Linked DNA regions of Oryctolagus cuniculus: region 1 is linked to region 2. A link is a contact called in public Hi-C data. All regions are on one chromosome and are shown on one strand. Each heading gives the region's core, a stretch centred on a gene start, on an enhancer-like site or on the middle of the called end of the contact. The rest is flanking DNA. Distances are from core to core; before and after follow the strand shown. Region 1 holds the start of XRCC5 (X-ray repair cross complementing 5). Region 2 holds the start of SMARCAL1 (SNF2 related chromatin remodeling annealing helicase 1).

Evidence for each region. Hi-C and Micro-C count contacts between places; a contact is called where the count stands out from the background.
Region 1: a contact with region 2 is called in a Hi-C map of an unstated tissue, with 2.1 times the contacts expected there. The contact joins the promoter of XRCC5 here to the promoter of SMARCAL1 in region 2. A contact is called at or near these places in 2 of 6 Hi-C or Micro-C datasets (psoas muscle and an unstated tissue).

The regions. Positions count from the first base shown.
Region 1 is chr3:23,173,330-23,177,702 of mOryCun1.1, forward strand. XRCC5 (X-ray repair cross complementing 5) reads right to left here and starts at 1,610. Exons shown (of 21, transcript XM_051848209.1): 1 at 1,572-1,610. The coding sequence starts at 1,595. It overlaps TMEM169 (transmembrane protein 169), which reads right to left. Exons shown (of 3, transcript XM_070070224.1): 3 at 2,227-4,373. The coding sequence ends at 3,833.
Region 2 is chr3:22,860,560-22,864,971 of mOryCun1.1, forward strand. SMARCAL1 (SNF2 related chromatin remodeling annealing helicase 1) reads right to left here and starts at 3,043. Exons shown (of 17, transcript XM_008259123.4): 1 at 2,792-3,043; 2 at 1-791. The coding sequence starts at 733.

The sequences.
Region 1 (4,373 bases), core at 360-2,859, 310 kb after region 2:
TCAAATTTTTTCCTTCCTATTTAGTGTTGTAGTTCCTACAATGTGTTTGAGTTTGATATCACTGATTCTTAACTATGTGAATGATGACTTTATTATACAAAATAAAAATGTGCAGGCTTTGTGTTCAGACTGAGAACTGCAGCAATAGTTAGATAACAAGTTGGGAAAATTAGTTAAAATGTAGTGTACAGATATGAAATGAACACTTATACCCATAGGATACAGATATGAAATAATAAAAGCTTATATCCCAAATAGTTGTACATGGTGATGTACAATGTTCTATTTCCATCAAAAACTATTTTTTAAAATCCACATAAAAGGCTTATGTTGAGTTGAAGAAAAGAAACCTTTTCATGTTGGCCACGAGTCTTTTTTCAACACTGCAAAAAGTAAGCCCTGCATAGCCATTCCAAACTGACACAATGAAACTTTCAAATCATCTGAAAGTAGTTCTTTGAACATTTAGTCTTGTTTTGTAGAAAATCATGGGTCTCGTATGGATGCTGGTTCTAGTCCTGGCTGTTCCTCTTTCGATCCAGCTCTCTGCTATGGCCTGGGAAAGCAGTGGAAGATGGCCCAAGTCCTTGGGGCCCCTGCACCCATGTGGGAGACATGGAAGAAGCTCCTGGATCCTGGCTGCGGATTGGCACAGCTCGGGCCGTTGCAGCCATCTGGGGAGTGAACCAGTGGATGGAAGACCTCTCTCTGTTTCTATCTCTCTCTGTAACTCTGTCTTTCAAATAATTAAATCTTAAAAAAGAAAAGAAAAGAAAAGAAAAGAAAAGAAAAGAAAAGAAAAGAAAAGAAAAGAAAAGAAAAGAAAAGAAAAGAAAACCGTGGGTCTTGCTAATCATGGACATGAACAGGACATGCTGCCTAATGTGAACTGACAGATGACTTGGAAATAACAGTGTAACCATATCAGGTCAGACATGGTTTATCCCCATCAGAATACTACAGTTGCTAAGTAATTGGGAAATACAGTCCTCTTCCTTGACAGTCACCATGGAGACTGGGTAAATAGGAGTTAACAGAATTGAGCAAATGTGGTAAATAAGGTATCTAACTCCAATTTCTTCTCCAAAATTGTCTAGGCATTACTGACAGCAAGGATGAGATGGCTTTAGTTCTTTTGTGGATCGGTTGTCCTGCCTCCGGCATGGGCATTTACCTCTTTAGGGCACCTTTTAAATGATTTTTATTTGCAAGCCTATTTCCTCCACTAGGTGATGAGCCCAACCAGGGTTAAGGCCATGACAGTGTTTGTTGTCTTTGTATCCCTTGGCCATAATCTCACACTCACTTCTGCTCCTCCATTCCACTATGGGCACCTTGCTCTTGTCCTAATCACATTATTTTGGGCCTTGACCATCGGTCTCCTCAACCCCAGAAAATTGTGACACCGTTGGTAACAATTTTGTAATGTGGGTTTAAATAAAAAGGAGATTGGAAGAAATATCCGCCTAAATAGACAACCCATAAATTATTAGTGCATGGAAGAAGTCAATATTTATGGATACATACTAAGTTCATTACATAAAGATATAGAAGACACCTATTATGCTCACCTTTATTTCTGCAAATGATGACATTCAGAGCAATTTTGGAGCACCTCAAAGGCAAAGTAAGCAAATATTAATCAGATTTTATTTTTACTTTATCTTCAATTGTTCATATCTCTGAAAATGCACCAGAGAGCACCAAGCTTATCTTCAAAAATGATGAGTACCTCTTCTCTTGTCAAACTAATAATAGCTATTTTTAAAGAGAGTTATTCTGAAGGTGGGGTTCAGCACCATCCATTAGGAAAATGCCCATGACTCTCTGTGGGGAGCATGATCAACCCCTCTGGGTTGGTTCACAGCAGTTCTTCCAAGTACTTCTTTCTGAAATAAGAACAAGAAATGAGCACCAGCTTTTTTTGGATGAGGACCCAAATCTCCAAAATCTGATGACTTCTTGGGATTCAACATTTTGAATCTAGAAAGATAACGTCAAGAATGATTTTCTTTTAACTCAGAATCTAGTCATCTGGATTAATCTTCTAAGCACAGAAAAGACCCTCTTTGTTTCCAAACTCTGGAAAGGTCTGAGTGATTAAGGCTCTGAGTGAGGTCTTGCCAAATAACAGAGGTCTAACACTGGCTTCTTCATGCTTAGAGCTACCTGTCACCCTTAGGGAACACTTAACAAATGCAATCCTTTCCTTTCAGTCTTTATAGATTAGATTAAAAAGTCACCATATCTGTTCCACCTCTACCACCAGTAAAAAGGGTTATTCTGCTATTATGCAATTGTACTCTCTTGTCCACTATTTCTTACAAAACTTGAGCATGATGACATTATGGCAGTTTAATTGCAAAGCACATGAGGTGCTAATATGTGTGTATAGCACATACATATCTAGTATAGGCAGCAGATACTTACATATAAATTCCTTACATACTATTCAGGCCAAAATAAATGAATGAGTGAACTAAAGAGCAACAAATAAATATAAAAATAAATTAAATAAATTATATCAGCAGTTTGAGATTCTGAATGTTTTTGAGTAATTATTATGTCAGAAATTCTTACTTAACTATCAAAATAGCCACTCTTCCCTTTTTTTTAATAGCATCACCTCAATACTTAGCTGAGAGTGTAGCTACACAGCCTAAAGTTGGCATTTCCCAGCCTCTTTTGCCTATGATGTCATGTGACTGAGGTCTAGCCAAAGAGATGTAAGGAGTGTTCAGTGGAACTTCTAGGAAGTTTCCTTAAAAATGAAGATGTGCACTTTTTTGCCCCACCTCTGTTTTGCCAAAGTGTGGATAAGATGGTTGAAGTTTTGTAGTCAGCACCAGGACATTGAGGAGTAATGAGGCTCCCACATCCTACTATTGAAAATGGAATGGAAGAAACCAAGGACCTAGATGACTTCACAGGGATGGTCTGCCTCTAGACTTCTATACAAGAAGCTTCTATCTTGTTTAAACCATTGATATTTTAGGGTTTTAATTATATGGAGCTAAATCTAACTCAAAGTGATGTGCACAAACCTTTATTGTTACTACAAGCTACTGCGGTAGCCTGGCTTTCTAAATGTTTCACTCTGTCCCTGTTTTCTAGTGGCTTTGCTCATCCTTGAGACTCCTTATCCTCCCTGTCACATTTAGTAACAAACTCTCATGGATTTCAGACACCAGTTGTACCTTCAAGCGCCTAAACTGATACACAGTGGAGTTCCTTGTCCCATAAAAATGATCATTTTAGAGGAGGAGTCAAGTAGGCTTTGTCCACTGGGTGGAAAACTTTGGCACAAATTGCCCGATTCTCTGCCCTCTATCAAGATGGTAGACAGATCAATGTGGACTAGGATGTTCCCAAAGAACTGTGGGAGACAGGGGATAATTTAAAGAAAGAATCTGGGGGCCGGCGCTGTGGTGCAGCAGGTTAAAGACCTGGCCTGAAGCGCCTGCATCCCATATGGGCACTGGTTCTAGTCCCGGCTGCTCCTTTTCTGATCCTGCTCTCTGCTATGGCCTGGGATAGCAGTAGAGGATGGCCCAAGTCCTTGGGCCCCTGCACCCACAAGGGAGACCCAGAAGAAGCTCCTGGCTCCTGGCTTCAGATCGGCACAGCTCCAACCATTACAGCCATCTGGGGAGTGAACTAGCAGACTGAAGACCTCTCTGTCTGTCTCTACCTTTCTCGTAACTCTGTCTTTCAAATAAATAAAATAAATCTTCAAAAAAAAAAAAAAGAAATAAAGAATCTGCTGGAATTCTAAGATATTATATAGGCTACCAGATCTATCTACCAGAGAAGAAAGGAAATTATCAGGAGTTTAAACCATGGAGGTTTCTACTTCCTGCGTGGAGTCCTTGTTGGAAAGGGTGCCTGAGATATTGTCAGATTCAAGCAACTCTACAATACTGTAGGGAGAACAGTCCTCTAGTCCCAACTTGCTGCAGAGCCAGCCACAGAATCCCTTCTCCATATCCCGGGCAGCTTGCCACCATGCTCCCCATGACCATGAGAGTTGGACCACAGCAGCATAGATGCCCAGGGAAGAAGCCATGGCCATGATAAGCACAGGGTAGAAGAGAATGAGGCAGGGACAACATGAGATCTTGTGCCAGAAGGTCCTCTCCTCGTTGTATACAAGGAAGATGTTGTACCAGGTGATAGTGCCATAGTAGAAAGAGACCACAAAAGAGAGGATGAAAACCACAGGCAGGCAGACCAGTGTCCAAAGAACCACGTGAGGCCCACGGTCTGCTCCCATCTGGCAGGCATTTCTTCCTTCAGATTCTGTTTCCCTGGTTGACTCCTGAGGCTTGGTGAGTTCTTGCAGTTCCTTCTCTGTCAGTGTGACATGGATGTCC
Region 2 (4,412 bases), core at 1,793-4,292:
CACTCCTTATGCAAGTTCCCTGCTGGGAGGTGACTGCTTTTTGGAGGGAGGCCCCCAGTTTCTGCTGGAGTCTTTCTGTCCTCGGTGTCACACCCCCTGAACCACAATGCGGATCAGAAGGATTCTGCCCCGAGGCGGACGGCATTACAGTGCTGGTCCCCAGGTCAGGATCCTGAGGAGGCTGTCTGGAAGAAGAGGCTGGAGTTTTCTGGAAATTTTTTATGTTGGCCAATGGCTCACGAGTTGTGTTAGCAAAGGGTGTTGACTGGGTCCCCTGAGAATGACCTTGACCTAAGTCATAACTCAAGAGCTGCTGCTTAGGGACCTTTGGAGAACTTTGTGCTAACGGAGGGGAGATCCTAGCAAGGGTCATTGGATCTGGGGCGCTGTGGCAGGCTGTGGACATCTCTTCTTGGCTCTTCTCTGTCTCCTTTGCCAGCTTGGGTGTGCCGAGATGAAAACCGGGGGAATTCTGAGGTCTTTGGTCACCATGAGATGAACTACTGAGATTCTGCTGCTTGAACATGACACCATGGCTCAGCGGCTGAGAAGGCTCCCTTGGACGATTCTGGGACGGGCCCTGCGTGGACTGGGAAGGGCCGGCGGCAATGGAGGAGCCCGCGCCTGCACTCTGGGGCTGTTCTGCTGATAACTTCTCTGCTCTGCGAGCCAGTGCCTTCTGTCGATTCTCTTCGATCTTTTTCCTTTGCTCCTCTGTAAGGGGCAAGGACATTTTAACAGGGAAATCCTTATGCAGCAATCTCAACCTTTATTTGCAAAGTGGGCAAAAGCTGGGAAGAAAAAGAAAAAAAGAAGACTCAAATAAACATTGTTTATTTATTCACCATGCTCCTGCCTTGATTTAACAAGCTTTTGTCCCAGGAAACACATATGGAGCAAAACTGAAGAACACAGTAAAGCTTCCTTTGTAAGAAAAGAACACACACGGGGACAGTAAGTTGCACATGTTCAAATAATGATCCTGATGAAAAGCAAAAGGCAACTCCAAGTTAGAAAGGTGTTCCCGGGCTCAGGGTTGTGGTGCAGCCTGTGACACCAACGCTACCAGAAGGCATGCCCTGAGTATAGGTTCCAGTCCTGGCTGCTCAGCTTCCGATCCAGCTCCCTGCTAATGTGCTCTGGAAGGAAGCAGACAGACGATGGCCCAGCCACCCACGTGGAAGACCAAGATGGAGTTCTGGCTCTTGGCTTCAGCCAGGACTAGCCTTGGCCTTTGTGGCCATTTGGGGAGTGAATCAGTGGATGGAAGATCTCTCTCTCTTTCTTTCTCTCCCTCTCTGTCTTTCAAATAAACTATTATTTAAACAAAAAGAAAGTATTTTAGCTGTACTATTTTTCTCTTTCCCATGCTCTAGTCGAGTTATTAGATTCCCAAGAAAGTTCTGCAGTGCAACCTAACTCCACCAGATAATGAAAAAGGCAACACTAAACCAGAAAAAATAATGGAACAGACTGAAAAAGACCACCTCCAAGGGCATGACACTTGTGAAAACAGCCTCTTCCCGAGCTGGAAGGAGAAAAGCATGAGCTCACACAGACCACACAATAAATCTCCCCCTTTCGTTCAGTGCTCTTGTGTTTGGTAAGCCAGTCTGCACATGGCCTGGTACAAGCCTTCCAAACTGCAACCCATGATGCCACTTAAGTAAGTCCTTTGGGAGGCTAAGACAAAAGAAAATGTAATACATGCTCACTGTACAAAATTCAGACACTACAGAAAGACATAAAGGAGGGGACGGCACTGTGGCATAGCGGATTGAGCCGCACTCCGCAGTGCCAACATCCCATACGGGCACTGATTCAAGTCCTGGCTGCTCCACTTCTGATCCAGCTCCCTGCTAATGTGCTTGGGAAAGCAGTGGAAGATGGCCCAAGAACCTGGACCCCTGAACCCACACGAGAGACCTGGAAGATGCTCCTGGCTTCAGATGGGCCCAGCTCCAGCCATTGTGGCCATTTGGGGGAGTGATCCACAGATAGAAGAAGATCCTCTCTGTCTCCTCTCTCTGTAACTCTGCCTTTCAAATAAGTTTGTAAAAGAATCTTAAAAAGACATCAAGGAAAGTAGAACTGATCTGCAACCACACTAGTCATCAATAACCACAGGTAGTAACTCAGCACAGTACAGTTTTCCATTTTTTCCTATAGTTACTCCAAAATAGGATCAACCTGATTATTTTGCAGCTCCTGCACCCTGCGAGCTGAGCTATTTTCAACACATCCCCGACCCAGGGCGCAGGACACCGATTTCCCTGCCGGTGGGTCACAGTAAATGGCCTGTCCAGCGCCAAGCACCGATTGGGACGGTGGGCAGGGAGTCCTCCAACAGCATTCGGTGAACCTTCCCCGCCTGGCTGGGGCTCCCTTTGGCCAAGGCCCCCAAAACACCCACCCTCAGAGGCCGTCCAGCCCCTCCAAGCCCCAGCACTGGGGCCGAGAGCAGGGGAGGCTCCGTTCCGAGGCAAAGCAGACCCCAGCTAACTTTCCCCCGGGGCCAGGCCTCCGGAGCTGACTCCACCAGCCAGCGCGGCCAGGCTATGGGCCGAGAACTCCCACGGCCAGCCCCAACCCAGAACGCCACCCGGCCACCTGGATGCCCTTCTTCCCCTCTGGGCTGGAACCTGGGTTCCACGCCATTTCCGGGGCACGCCTTACCTTGACCCCGCGATAAGGGGCGCCACGCCCCGCTCCCACCCCTATCACCGCTTGGATTCACCCTGCGCTCTCCGCCCCCCCGCAGGCTGGCGTTTGGTCTCGTCCTCCTCCTTACCTGCTGAGGCCTAGAACGGGAGCCTGCATTCGCAGCCAACCCCGAGTGCAGAGTCCTACCGAACCAGATTACTCTTCCGGGCGGACGGTGAGCGTAGCGGGTACTCAAGGGCTGCCAGTTCGCTCGCCTTATTGCAGCGCCCAGGCCTGGAGCGCTCGGTCACCACCGAACTACACTTCCCAATGAGCAACACGAGCTCAATTTCTCTTCAAAAAGTGGGAGTGTCGAGACGGTTAGAAAGAGCGCTGCGGCAGAGCCTTCTGGGATTTGTAGTTTTGGCCGGCAGATCGGCGAAAAATAGGATGGCGCAACGTCCTGGGCGGAGCCTGAACCGTTGCATCCTGGTAGTTGTAGTTCTCTGTTTCCCCAAAAGTTTAACCAAGCGCAGGCTCCTGAAAGCCTGGGATGTTGAAGTTTCCAAAACAGGAGCTTGGTTGTCCATGTCGTCCCCAGAGGGCATTCCAGAGAGCCAGACTGATTTGATAGCTTTTAATAAAAAGTGCCCCTAGGCATCCATTCCTGGTGTTGATAACCTTGCAGTTTAAACCCCACCTGTTGCTGCACCCCCACCTTCCCTCAGCATCGCCATTATTGTCGTCGTCATCATTGCCATTGTCGCCATCATCGCTCTCGTCAGTTATTGTGTTGAACGTTAATGAGTTATTAATGCTTACTACAATCGATGGAACAGAGTTTTCTTATCCCCATTTTACAGGTGGGAAAACTGAGCAAGAGCTATTAGATAATAACTTTACTGAGTCCTTGTTAGGCTAGTTTGTGACTCTGATTCCAAAGCTCCTCGTCATGCTGGATCAGCCTGGGTAGGCCGGTTTGCCAATAGCTGGTGACAGTTTTAACCTCAAGGGTTATAATTTTTCTAAGAGGGGCTGGTCCTTTTCTCTTTTAACTAACAAACCAAATGAGGCAAAGGTAGTTCCTGAGTTAATTGGTTGCTTGCCATGCACACAGAAGCAAATAAGCAAAAGGAATATATGAAAACGTAGGCAAAGAAATAGGTAAAAGAACATTATTCCAGCACAGAGTGCTAATCGAACAGTGTGTCCAGGAAGTCATTGTCCAACGGGCCAGGGACTATGTGTCTCCCAGGTAACACTCCCCTGGGTCCAGAGGCTGCCAAGCCCTCAGCACTGCAGGAAAGCATTTTTGACTCCAGCTTAGCCTCTGACAGTCCATGCCTTTGCAGAGTAAATATTCACAAAGAATGGAGTCACAGTGACACGTGGCCCAAATGGCAGTTTCAAGGCACTGGTATGTACCACCCCAGGAGGTGCATCATCTCAGCTGCCAAAGCCAGCCTTGATGGGAAACGTCTTGGGCCCAAACTCTGTCATTGCAGGTTGTGGCACAGTTGTCAGTGTGGCTCAACAGCCAGCCAATGTAAGGTGACTAACAGCCAGTTACAGCTGCTCACAAGAAAACGCTCAAAATGAAGTCAGTGCTGTCAAATATGTGGGGCTGGGGAACCACCCCCCCCCCCCGGCAGGGGGCTCAAAAGTTCCCACTGGACTCGGACCCCAACTAGAATTAGTCCACATTCTTATCTTCCAGCATGTAAGAATACAACCAGGAGCCAGTGCTGTGGTGTAGCCGGTAAAGCCAC